2 separate regions of the Mus musculus genome follow, and region 1 is linked to region 2. A link is a contact called in public HiChIP or PLAC-seq data. All regions are on one chromosome and are shown on one strand. The core of a region is the stretch at or near the end of the contact, and the rest is flanking DNA. Distances in the headings are between cores, read along the strand shown.

Region 1 (6,389 bases), core at 2,471-4,970, 89 kb before region 2:
TTCGGCAGAATCCCAGCAAAGTAAAGTCCAGCAGCATAAAAAGAATTGCATACGTGACCGAGTGAGACTTACCCCAGAAATGTAAGGAACACAAGGCAAGTGGGGAGAGAGCTGTACAGTGTGACTCTGGGGGGAAGGGGGCATACAGACCAGACTTCAGAATGCCCCATCCTCTGGAAAGGATAGACATGCTCAGTTTGGAGACTGTGGGGTGTGATGGGCTGGAGAAGAGATCTCAGGGTCGTGGCTCGCCCTCTTCTGTGGGCTTATCCTATGTGTTGGGACTGTGACGTTCAAGGATCGACTCAGCTGCTCAGAGCTGTAAGAGACTTTAGATAAGGAAGCCCCAGACCCTCTTTTGTAAGCAAAAGAGGGGCACTGAGGACTAGCGAGGCAGTGTGAGCTGCTAACGGTCACGGGGCTGACTGGTAGGAACCCAGCGCTTACACACACAGTCCCGCCCTCTCTTGTGCAGATGCTCTAAAGGCTACAGTGTGCCAGATCTTTCCATTCATGAACTTCGGGGAGAAAATGGTATGAGTGGATTCTTCCATGGTACTTGTCTTGTGTCAGGCAAGATTTGAATGCTGTCCACTATCCCACTTCATCTTCAGAGAGGCCCTACCAGATGACACATTACTGTTCCCACCTTATGGATGAAAACTTGGGGCAGGAAAGGGCTATGCAATTCCTCAAGCTCAGGTATATGGTAGATGATGGTGCTCTGGTCTCTGCAGTTAGCTCTCTCTCCCCTCACCACCCTTGTTCCTCTTCAAGGCATCTAAAGGCCTCGATGTTCTTCTCTGGATCTACCTAAAGGTTCTACAGTGGAAGCCCGCTGCTGGCTGACTCTACAGCGCCCCCATGTGGAAGAGATGCCTCTGTATAGTTCCTATGACAGTCAGAGGTGCTTTGGCTCAGGGATTTGGCAAAGCAGGGTTCTGTGCCCCTCAAAGGCTCATGGTGTGCAACTGGTCCATGGCCAGTAGAGGGAGGTACTGGGACTGTTGGGAGCCTAACGCATGCCACTTGGGTGTTCGTGCAAAGAGGGTATCTTTTTCCTACCTGTCGTCATTCATCACCCCACCCCCACTCTCTGCTTTCTGTTCTCCAGGAAGTGAAGACACGTGCTACACACTTACAGATGCTCCTGACAGCACTACATCCCACCACACACCTCTGCCACCATCATGTGCTGCCCAAGCACAGGGGGCTGAGCAGCTGTCAGCAGAGCCATCACCATGAGCCTCAGTAAATCTCTCTTCCCTTACGTTGTTTGGCCAATGCACCATAAAAGCAACCGACTCATGTCCATTATAGATTCCAGAGTGGCTTACAGCACCTTTAAGGTGGCTTCTGCTTAGGTTCTAAATCTAGAGACCGTGCAGAGCATTCTGAGGTTGGTGCTTGGGAGCCTTGCAGAGTCTAAGCCGAGACCATTGATGTTGCTTGGACACTGATGTCCGGTGAAGGTCCCTAATGTTGTCATCACAGGCTTGCTTCCACGTTGTGCTGCTTGCTGACACTGAGTGTGAGAGAAAGAGCATCATAGCCCTTCTATCTTTTGAGTCTAGCCCTTAGCACATAGCAAGAACCTCAGGGACGGTGCTGGTTGAGTGAGTGGGAGAATGCATGTATATCAGCATGTGTACCAGTCAGAGAAACAATCAACAGACACTGGTAGAAATTCTGGTATATCCCCCTTACGGTTAAAATAAAATTGAGTGATAATGTTCCACTGTGGGTTTAGGATTAAATGAGACTGTTAAATGCTTTGGACGTCTGTTGCCTAATAAACTCAGTATCTTCCCTTTGCTGAGCACATAGCCTACTTTCTCTGTTCTTGCTTCCCTCTGAGGAAATCCGGTTTTCAGGGTTTCTTGTGTGGGTATGCGGGATGCTCATGGAGAAGAGTGGAAAGACTGGGTTACATCCATATTGCTTTCAAAGGAGACCTATTAGCTAGCGAAGCAACACAACTAAGACCCCACAGCTAGCATCTTCCTGCAGGAGGCTGGCGCCATGGGTGAGCAGGGAGTCGGGAGGGTTTCCCGGCTGCAGGTCTTAGAGACGGTTGGTTGCTGACTTTACAGCTCTCTATGTTTATCAGCAAGATTTCCCCAAGTCCAGCCCCAAGCCAGCTCCTCTGGGTGACAGGAAAACTCCATGTAGGAGACTCAGCTGTACAAATGGCGAACAGCAGAGTGGGTAGGGACTTGAAGTTCATGTCTTTAGGCAAACAGAGAGGCAACTGCCTTCTAAACACCTCAGAAAGTTCAGGTGCTGGGAGTCAGGGTCAACGTGCTGTGGTTGTAGGTGTCCACGGAAAGATGCTTCCTGCCTTCCCCCACCTCCTGTTGGACAGAGGTATGTGCACACTGCTTGCATGCTCCAGTGTGCAGGCAGTTTGGTTTACACTGTAAATAAAGTAGCCCTTGGCCTGAGGATTGTATAGAGGGGCTACAGGCTGGTCTAAGACTCAGGGTGGAAGTATGGAGAAGTGTGGTGATGTCCACTGCCCACCTTTAGTAGCAGGGCACGTTATTATGGTAGCAGCACACACTGAGCAAGGGACAGCAAGGATATGGAGACTATCAAACAAGTCCAGCCCTGGTGGGAAGGTAGATCCTAGTCTTTAACTGTTCCCTGACTTTGTGGACATACGTTTGACATATGCTATTGAAACAAAGAGATGGTGTGTGTGTGTGTGTGTGTGTGTGTGTGTGTGTGTGTGTGTGTGTGTTAAGTAACAAGCCAGCCAGATTAGATGACATGGTCCCTCCATGAATACTGTCCAAATTGGTCATTTTCCTTCCCCATGTTAGCATGTCAGTCACATGGATGATCCAGATGTGCCTTCTACTAAAGCAATTCCCAGGCATATATTATTGGGTTAGAGGGCATATCAGAAGAAGAGAAGGCATCACAGGGAATAGCGGCCCTGATGCAGGCAGTACCTACCATGTCACTCTGCGACTGTGTGGCCCCATACATAGTGATCCCATTTGATGGTGCTGCTGGCTGTGGTGTGTCGGGCTGGACATAGCCTCTTCTGTCAATTAGGCTGCAGGAGAACAATCAGAGGAAGGAGAGAGTGAGAAAAATCTCAAATATGACAGCAACATAATTTATACATCTAGGTCTGGGGTTCCTCTTCGATGGTTATCCTCAGCTGTCAATTTGATGGGTTCTAGAATGACCTGGGAGATGAGACCCTCCACACATCTGTGGGAGATTATCTTGATTAGGTTAACTAAGGTGGGGCAATCCTCCCACTGTGGGTGGTACCACTCCCTAGGCTAGGATCCTGGATTGTATAAAAAGGAGACCGAGAACTGAGCATAAGCATCCATTGTTCTGTTTCTTGCAGATACAATGTGACTAGTTGTATCAAGCACCTCCTGTCTGGCAGTCCCTGTTGTGAAGTTACATGAACTGTGAGCCAGAATAAACCCTCCCCCCAGTAGGTTGTCTTTGTTAGGATGTGTTATTACAGTAGCAGAAAGAGATTAAAACAAGTTCTTTCTGTGCTAGATCCATTATGGCATCTTGGGCTGTTCCATATGTATCCTCCACATGACACCAGTTACCAAATTCTATCACTTCTTCCTTTAGGGTACCGTGATTCAAACTTGTGCATATTAGACAAGTGCTCTAATGGGGAGCTCTAGCCTCACTGTCACTTCTACTTTAAAAGAGGCTTGTGGCATTGGTTGTTCCCTTTTTTAGTCTAGATGTCACCTGGTACAGACCGCAGCAGCTTCCTCTTAGTCACCCCCCACTGTCACAATTGTTCCCAACTTCCCTCTCCAGCTTCAAGCTAATGTCATTTCATGACAAGCCTGTGCCATCTTATCATATTAATTCAGATATACATTGTGAGTGGCCGCACCATGCTAGTGCCTTATGGGAGACCAGAGCAAGCTACACCTGCACACACTCTTTCCTCTCTGACCATCCTCACCCGGGCCACATTCTCTCCCACTCCCCTGCTCGCTGAAGGGGGAACATGATGGGCTGGATTGTGCCAGTCCCACAACCTGGAGATGGGACCCTATCTGTGACCTATGGCTACTTTGTGAACGCAAGCATGAGAAGATGAGCACCTAATGGATTGAGGTGGTCTTAGCACACTGTGACCACAGTGCTACCCCCAGGGGCTGGGAAGAGCAAGCAAGAGCTTCCTATGTAAGAGAGAGCATGGCTGTATTGCTGGTGCCTTCGTTTCAGACTTCTAATCTCAGACTGGGAGCTATGTTACTTTAAGCCCTCCCCATGATGGCACTTTGTTGGAACACCCCAGGAAGTACTATAGAGGTAGGAGAAGAGGAATTAGCTTCAGAGAGTCCCCGAAGGGAGCCCCAAGGCCTGAACAGGGTGCATGGCTATAGCTTAGGTCTGCAGTAACAGGTATGTCTGACCTCTTACACAGCAGCTTTGCCTGTACTGGGAAGTTGCAATAGGAGATTCTTAGATGAACATTGGAAAACAGGCTACAAGCTGTAAATTGAAACCCTTTCATCTCTACGTTGCTTTTGGTCATGGTGTTTTGTTGCAGCAATAGAAACCATAACTAAGACAGCCCCCCTCATACCCTTCTCACTTCCTCAGACTTGCTCTTGTTCAGCCCCCCACTGCACATGTGCTCTTTTGGTTTCCCTTGATCAGCTTTCCTACCCCTTCATCCTAGCTCTTGTGCATGCTGTCTTTTTTTTTTTTTTTTAAGAGTTGTTTATTTATTTCAGGAGTACACTGTAGCTGTCTTCATGCACGCCAGAAGAGGGCATCAGATCCCATTACAGATGGCTGTGAGCCACTACGTGGTTGCTGGGAATTGAACTCGGGAAGAGCAGTCAATGCTGTTAACTGCTGAGCCATCACTCCAGCCCCATGCTGTCCTTTCTGAATTCCTTCCTAACTCCTACTCATTCTCTAGATGAGATCAAAATGTCACTGTGTACCATCTGTCCCTGGCCATGTGGCATACAAGATGGTACCTTTCTCTTGCATACCCCACACCAATCGCTCAGTAGTGTCCAAATGAATTCCTTGCTCCAGGTTTAAGCCATGGATCTGGCCCTGTATGACACCCTGCACCAACTCCTGCCCTCACCCTCTCACATTCTCCTCTACACTGATGTTGACAGCGCAAGGGGACCAGGATGTGTGCTTTTGTGCTCACCAGGACACAGAGACACATTTCCTTACTAACACATTGTGTGTGCTGGGTTGGCTAGGTTTAGCCCTCATAGACTCATGTGTTTGAATGCTTGTCCTGTGGGGAGAGGCACTATTAGGAGGTGTGACCTTGTTGGAAGAAGTGTGTCACTGTGGGCTTTGTGGTCTCCTATGCTCAAGCTCCTCCCAGTGTAGAATTCTCAGCTCCTCCAGCACCATGCCTGCCTGGATGCTGCCATGCTAACAATGTCCTCTGCAAGAGTTGCCTTGGTCATGATGTCTCTTCACAGCAATGGAAACCCTAACAAGACAGTGCAGCCCATTTCATAACACCTGAGAGGTGACTCAAGCCAAGTCTGAAGTCTGAAGTGGACAGCGCTGCTTAACAGGCTGGAGGGATAAGAAGGCCCTGTGACAGGAGGGAAGAGCAGAGGGAAGGAAAGGCAAGAAAAGCCAGGAAGAAGAGCAGAGATGAACATCTCCTCATCAGCATGGGGACAAGCCTGGGGATCATTAACACAGACAAAGGAGCCCAGGCCTTTCCCTGTGGACTCCTGAGAGTCTGTTACACGCAGTGAGATGGGAGTGTAAGGGGACAGAGGTCATTCCAGCCAGCATCCTGGGTCTCCATAAGTAAAATGAAATACAGTTCAGTGTGCCAACTTCAGAAACTGTAGCTAGTCTGTAACAGGGACTCCCCATTTAAATGACCCACATAGAGCTGCAGTCCCTGTCACCAATCTAGAGCATCCCTTGCCTTCTCTATGCTCATCCTATGCATGGTCCCTTTCCCCTCTGTGGACCCCTGGGCTGTTTCTAGACTGGAGCTGTCTAATTCAAGACTCACGACTTACCCCAGTCAACAGTTCAATTAGTGGAGGGCCACTCTGGAGAAGTGTTCCTTCCAAAGGACTTGAATCTTAAAGACAATGGCCCCAATCCAGCCAAAACATGGTCTTAGTTGCAGTTCCTATTTGTGTAACACAGCACCATGACCAAAGAAACTGGGGAAGGAGAGGGTTTATTTGGCTTCTGCTTCCACATCGCTGTTCACCATTGAAGGAAGTCAGGGCAGGAAATCAAGCAGGGGCAGGAACCTGGATTCAGGAGCTGATGCAGAGGCCATGGAAAGGCACTGCTTACTGGCTTGTTCCCCAGGGCTTGCTCAGCCTGCTTTCTTACAGGATCCAGGACCACAAGCCAGGGATGGG
Region 2 (6,271 bases), core at 89-2,588:
ACTCTGAAAGCATCCGGGGTTTTTTGGAACATAAAAGATATTAGCTAATTTGGCACCAGACAAAACAAATGCTAAAATGATGAGATGTCTTTACTCCAGTCATGAACAGCATCGAGAGCTGTCTGACTCCTGCTATGATGAGACAGGTGCACAAATAGCTGTGTACAAAGTGTCACCCTGTACACTGTAGAGAAGGAAAGGCCGCCAGGAACAGGTAGAAGGGTGTGGCGTTGCCATGGTATTATGCTGCTCTTTTTTCTGTTCTAGCAGTGATTTTGAATTTTTGGTTGTGAGCCTAGCCTTTAATGGCTGAGCCATCTCTCCAACCCTCTAATAGCAATTTTAATAACTATTCAGGGGAAAATATTTGTGTATGTTTTGATGTTTACACATGAAGAGTGGAACCATCTTCTGGGTGTGATACTATCTGAGACCATGAAATCAGAGGATTTTTGCCATTAAAAGTACATAGCAAGGGGCTATGGAAATAGTTCATGTTGGATTCCCTCAAAACCAGATATAGCTGAGTCACTATAGCACACAACTATAATTCAAGTGGTCCTAAGGTAATAGGGATGTAGAGACAGAAGGAACCCCCATCCTTGAGGCTCACAGGCCAGCTATACTGGCATGTAAGAGACCCTGTCTCAAGCAAGATAGAAGGCAAGGATCAATGCTAGAGATTGCTCGCTGACATCCGCGTGCTTCACATGACAGCATGCATGCCTGCATTCATATACACATCTTATACACACGTCGAAATGATTCTATATAGATTGCCTATATTCATGCACATAAATACACACACACACACACACACACACACACACACACACACACACATCATTCCCATAGAGATAAAATGACTCTCTTTATAACCAGATATAAATTTATTTTTGCCATTGGCTACTGAGATCCTAACTTCACTGACTCTTAATTTCTGTTTAGAGATTGGCTCAATGGAGCAGAATCTGACATAAAGATAATTCCTTCAATGAAAAGCTTGAGACTGATTTCTTCGACATTTCAAATATAAAAACTGGATTTCGTTATTGAGCAACGAGGTCCCTGTTGGTCCACAAGTCAGTTTTTGAGAGAAGATTAACTTTGCTTAAGAGAAACAAAATGCAGCAAGACAATATTAGCCAGGCGCAGCAAATGTTACCACCACGTGACAGAGGGTCCTTTCCATATTAAAATAATTCACCTTTCAAAGGTTCCTATTAAGAGTTTACGACTCCTAACAAGAAATGGACTTCATTTGCTAGTTCTGCTTTGTTCTATGCAGAGAAAGCGTTAGTATAAGAACAAGTGCCTTTTAGGTGCAGACAAGGGGTGTGTGTTTATTATTACGGAGGAACAGGAAGTGGCCTCGATTCACTGATTCTGAACTCGAGTGGGCTTCCAGGTTTGAAAATCACAGAGTTACTTATTTTTTCAAACCTCTGCTCTTCGATCACGATGCATTTCAATAATAAGTAGTTACGACCAACAATACATGAAGTACAATAATCCGAGCCAATGACTCACATGTCTGAAATAATAACAGAGCGGCATCAAGATGAGGTTGGAGGTCGGAAGGGATGTAATAAAAATGATCTTTTCTCCTCTCCATATGAGTCATTGTGAAACAAATGGCTTTCCCCCACCTCCCCTCACAGGCAGGGAACACAAGCATGGCTTGTTTTGTGGTTTGCTGTTTAATCACTATACTTAGAAATACATTTACCACCATCAGGCCTAATAGGCACATTACTGAGAGACAAATAGAGAGAAGAGGATCCAGAACAAACATCCGCTCTGCTTTAGAACAGAAGAAACAAATAGATGTTTCTGTCGTGTGTGTGTGTGTGTGTGTGTGTGTGTGTGTAGGGTGTATTGTATTTCAGTATGTGCAAGTAGGTTTGCACACACATGCATGCTCATGCATGTGCATATATGTACATATGTACATATGTCAACCAGAGGTTGACATTGTGTCTTCCTCAATGGCTCACAATCTTATTTTTTGAAGCAGGGTGTGGAGGCTTAAATAGGTTTGGCCCCATAGACTCACAGATTTGAATGCTTGGTCCATGGGAAGTGACTATTAGGAGTATGGCCTTGTTGGAGTAGGTGTGGCTTTGTTGGAGTAGGTGTGGCTTTGTTGGAGTAGGTGTGGCTTTGTTGGAGTAGGTGTGGCTTTGTTGGAGTAGGTGTAGCCTACTTGGAGTAGGTGGGATCTTGTTGGAGGAAGTGTGTCACTGTGGGGGCAGGCTTTAGCTCTACCCAGTGTGGAATTCAGTCTTCTCCTGCTGCCTTCTGATCAAGATGTAGAACTCTGCTCCTCCAGCACGCTGTCTGCCTACACCCTGCCACACTTCCCACCATGATGACAATGGACTGAACCTCTGAAACTGTAAGCCAGCCCCAGTTAAATGTTTTCTTTTGTAAGAGTTGACTTGGTTATGGTGTCTCTTCACAGCAATAAAACACTTACTAAGGCATGGGGTCTTCTATTGAATTTGATTCTCCCTGATTGGTTAAATTGGCTGGCCAGTGAGCCCTAGGGGTCCTCTATCTCTGCCACACCCCTAATGCTAGGGTAACAAACAGGTATGGAGTGGCTGGTTCTTAAGTAGATATTGGAAATCATGATTGTGAGGGAACAACTTTACAAACTGAGCCATCTCCCCAAGTCCCCAATAGATAATTTTATGAAGTTCCCGGCATTTCTCTGCGATGCCAGTACTGGGACAGATCCATTCTCAGGAGCTAGGTTGATTATTCTAGATGGCCAGAAGAATGGCTGCCAAAAAAAGATGTTTAAATAAGAGGACCCTGGGGACAAAAGAGAAAACCATGAGAGCAGACAGTAGAGAGAGCAGGGTACCGATGAACCCCTTGCGACCCTGCGTGGGCTACACAGGGACTCCCCGAGACCTCCCAAAGCACACCAGTCCAAACCCCAGGCTCCCTCTGTGTCCTAAAGGTCAAGGCGCCCTCATCAAAGAGAGGGAGCCACAAACAACTGGAGATGCAGAGTTTAAATGGGGCCAGCTCAAACCCTGCACCTGTAGCCTTCCTCCCATGGGACGCCTGGCAGGAACAGACCCGCCCATATAGTCTCAGGACACCTGTGGAAAGTGGGGAGGTGCTCTCTGAGCCTTGTATCTGCATACCTTCCAAGCATGCAGAAGGGTCGTTATTTCTCATTTGGGCCTCCTAAACACCCAAAAGATCTACTTATAGATAGCAAGCCTCTATCTCATAGTCTGTGCAGACGGCCCAATTTACTCACCTGCCGTTAAGAATGGCAAGGGACTGTTAGGGGAAATTGTTGTATTTAAATACTTTTGTCAAGTAATTTTGATGTGCATTTAAAATTCTAGGAATCCAGAGGCTTCTGAGTAGTATGTGAATTACAGGAATGGAAGGCATTTTTAATCTGTGTGGTATATGCATGTATGTATAGGTATGATTGTATATGGGCACACGATACTTGTGTGTGTGTGTGGGGGGGTGTGCATGTGTGGGCTCAAGCGTATGGAGGCCCAAGGCTGATGCTGGAATTATCCTGGCTCACTCTTCTACCTTGTTCATTGAGTCGGGATGTCAGGTGGTGTCTCTCAAACCTAGAGCTTCCTGGTATGGCTAGAATCATATGCCTAGCCTCACTAGCCAGCTTGTGAGGGGGAACCCCTGGTCTCTGCCTCCTGAGGCCAGAATTACAGGAAGGCCACCATGTCCTCCCAATGTTTCTGTAGGTGCTGGGGTCTGAACTCTAGTCCTCCCACCTGTATGGTCAATGCTTTAACCACTGAGCCATCAGCCCAGCCTGAAAGCCAGTGTGTGCGTGTGTCTGTCCTGAGCTGGCCCTTTAATGACATAATGTACACCATACATCCTTTACTGCAGTTCTGTCCCCTCCAGATCATACAGGGGTTCTGAACTAACTGGGGACACAGCCTCTGCCACCTCACTCTCAGTGTGCCCTAGCAGTGTACGGATCTGAACATGGTAGCAGGCTGGTGCCCTGTGCTAGGGAGACCTTCCCATGCAGGGCCCGGCCTGGCCCATGTAGTCCTTTGGAATTTTTTTTTTCCTTGCTCTAGACTAAATTCTCAGGTTTGGTTGTCTCTAAACCCCATCTGATATTTAAAAGCGCATTGTTCTGCTCTTGTTTTGGCAACTCTGTAGGGGGCTTTAGCTCTGCTCTGATTCTGTGTCTCATCAACACTGATACCCTGCAAGCTTTAAGAAGGCTTCATCAAGGGAAAATGTGACAACGTGGCCATCACTTGGGGATTTTATTTTACATTGCATGTTCTCATACTTGGAGCCTGGCCTCCTAAATCTGCCTGCCCCAGTGGTGTCTGGGCCTGCGTCTTCTGCCTGTACGATAATCCCAGGAGGGCTGTTGTAAGGTGGCTCATAACTCAGATTCAGGGGCTCGTAGAGGCCACAAAGCCATCTGACTCCTAGCATCCCATTGACTGCATCCTCTCCTCCACCCCCTTGCCCGATTGCTATGCCTTTATTACTCCTTTGGAGTTTTGAGCCTTTTCTCTGGGCATCCATTTTGGCCTAGTCCTCCGTTTTCCCAGATAACCATGCATCTAGAATCTCCTCCGACCACACTGCTCCATAAAACGATAAAACCTGAAACCCCAGCCCTGCTCTGATCACATACACGCAACCCTTTTTCATGCTTTCAATTCCTACAGTGCTAGTCCCTGCATGGCACTGTCATCTCTCCCGACTTGCTTGTTATTGGACACTCCCCAGAAAGCAGCTCAGGGCAATGTGTCTGCTTGGTTCTTGGTAGACATAACCCCTGGGCCTAGAATCTAGCATAGCACGTAGCAACTCTTCAGTAAGTATTTGTAAAGGATATGGAAAATACTTTTAAAAATACAGTATCCAAAGTAGAGTCAAAATGCTTAATTTTGTTTCAGAAACACATTTTTAATTCCTAACTAGGAGAACATGCCCTAAAAACAATTCCTCATTCTCACTGGCTAAAAGGTATGTGATTTTTGTGCCTCTGTGCTTTCTGGTAGCATAACTGAATCACAGTTTATTTCTGCAGTAGAAAAATAGCATTAAAACTAAGCATTATTTTTTAATAATGCTTTATTATTAACTGCATTTAAAAAAGAAATTGTCAAAATATTAAAAATATTCTCAGGCTCTTAAGAACTTAACCATCAATAAAGAAAATGCTCTTGGTGGTGAGTGTGATCAAAATATATGTAGATATGAAATATTCAGAGAATAAATAAAACTTATATTAAAAAATAAGAATGTACAGTCTCAGTTGGGTCAGCACCTCCAAGGGCTGAGGACTTATGTGAGAGGGCTGGTCTAGGCAGACTTCCCTGTGGTTTGGGCTGTGGAGGACCAGCATTTGGAGTAAGTGAACAAAAGCCAGTTCCCATCTCAACCTTGTATGTTGTTCCTTACAGAACATGACTAGAAGCCCTTCCTTTGCTGGCCAAGTGGGTTTCTGTATTAAACGGGGCAGGTGCTGTTATATTTTGCTATTAGAGACATGGACAATTATGCGTAGCATCATCATTTCCTGGAAGGAAGTAGGAGGAGGGGACAAGGAGGGAAAGGGGTGAGGAACAGAGGGAGAGAGGAAGGGAAGCAAGTAGGAGAGGTAGATGAGACGCAAACCCACTAGACCCAGATTACTCACTCCTCCCAAACCCTCAGGAGACCCAGAGTCTCAGGTTCCTGGTGTAGATTCTCAGTTTCTTGGAGGGGGAGGTGTGGGGGACTGGGTCCAAGGATTTCCGAGTAGAAAAGGAGGTCTCCAGAGGCAGAGGGGATAAGAAGTTATATCAGTCAAGTCTCTCAACAGTGATAGGAATGGAGTTGCATCCTAGTGAAAGCTGACTATCTCACCGATGAGTGTCACTGGGGAGCAAACTGTTCAACAACAGGGCATTTTCAGTACAATACAAGTTAACTTAATTACTATATGTTCTAGAAAAATCCTTGGACAACAGCCCCGGCTTGTGTCAGACTGCACAAAGCTAATCACTGAGTCTCTCCTGTCCCAGGGCACAGTGAGGACTGCAGGTCCCCATGTGTTGGGAGGTGGCTCAGCGTCCAGGGTGGGTACTGCTGATACCACACAGGATGGAGCTGTTGTTCACGTGGCCTGCTTCCTTCTCCCACACAGACAGATTTCCCAGCCTTTGGCTTTCAGACCCTAGGACTTCCACGTGTTTACCTCTGTGGGTTAAAGTGTCAAATACAGATTAGCATCCATGTGCAGCTT

The links. HiChIP or PLAC-seq counts read pairs in DNA pulled down with a chosen protein or histone mark.
Region 1: an H3K4me3 HiChIP or PLAC-seq map of the 230-238 cell line shows a contact between it and region 2, with 13 read pairs. The contact joins two enhancer-like sites. A contact is called at or near these places in 1 of 39 promoter capture datasets (hippocampal neurons), 3 of 484 Hi-C or Micro-C datasets (bone marrow-derived macrophages, cerebral cortex and nephron progenitors) and 2 of 115 datasets of contacts at active chromatin or transcription factors (the 230-238 cell line and CD8 T cells).

The regions. Positions count from the first base shown.
Region 1 is chr17:5,728,147-5,734,535 of GRCm38.p6, reverse strand. Zdhhc14 (zinc finger, DHHC domain containing 14) reads right to left here. Exons shown (of 9, transcript NM_146073.3): 8 at 2,962-3,064. Among named protein-coding and RNA genes, the nearest start is that of Gm41519, 39 kb to the left of the region's middle. Within about 2 kb of position 3,720, at least 99 of the 459 cell types and tissues checked have an H3K27ac peak or open chromatin away from gene starts, as enhancers often do. A contact at or near this core is called in the 230-238 cell line, where this site is marked.
Region 2 is chr17:5,637,013-5,643,283 of GRCm38.p6, reverse strand. All of the region lies in intron 1 of Zdhhc14 (zinc finger, DHHC domain containing 14), which reads right to left. Among named protein-coding and RNA genes, the nearest start is that of Gm52305, 110 kb to the right of the region's middle. Within about 2 kb of position 1,338, at least 6 of the 459 cell types and tissues checked have an H3K27ac peak or open chromatin away from gene starts, as enhancers often do. A contact at or near this core is called in the 230-238 cell line, where this site is marked.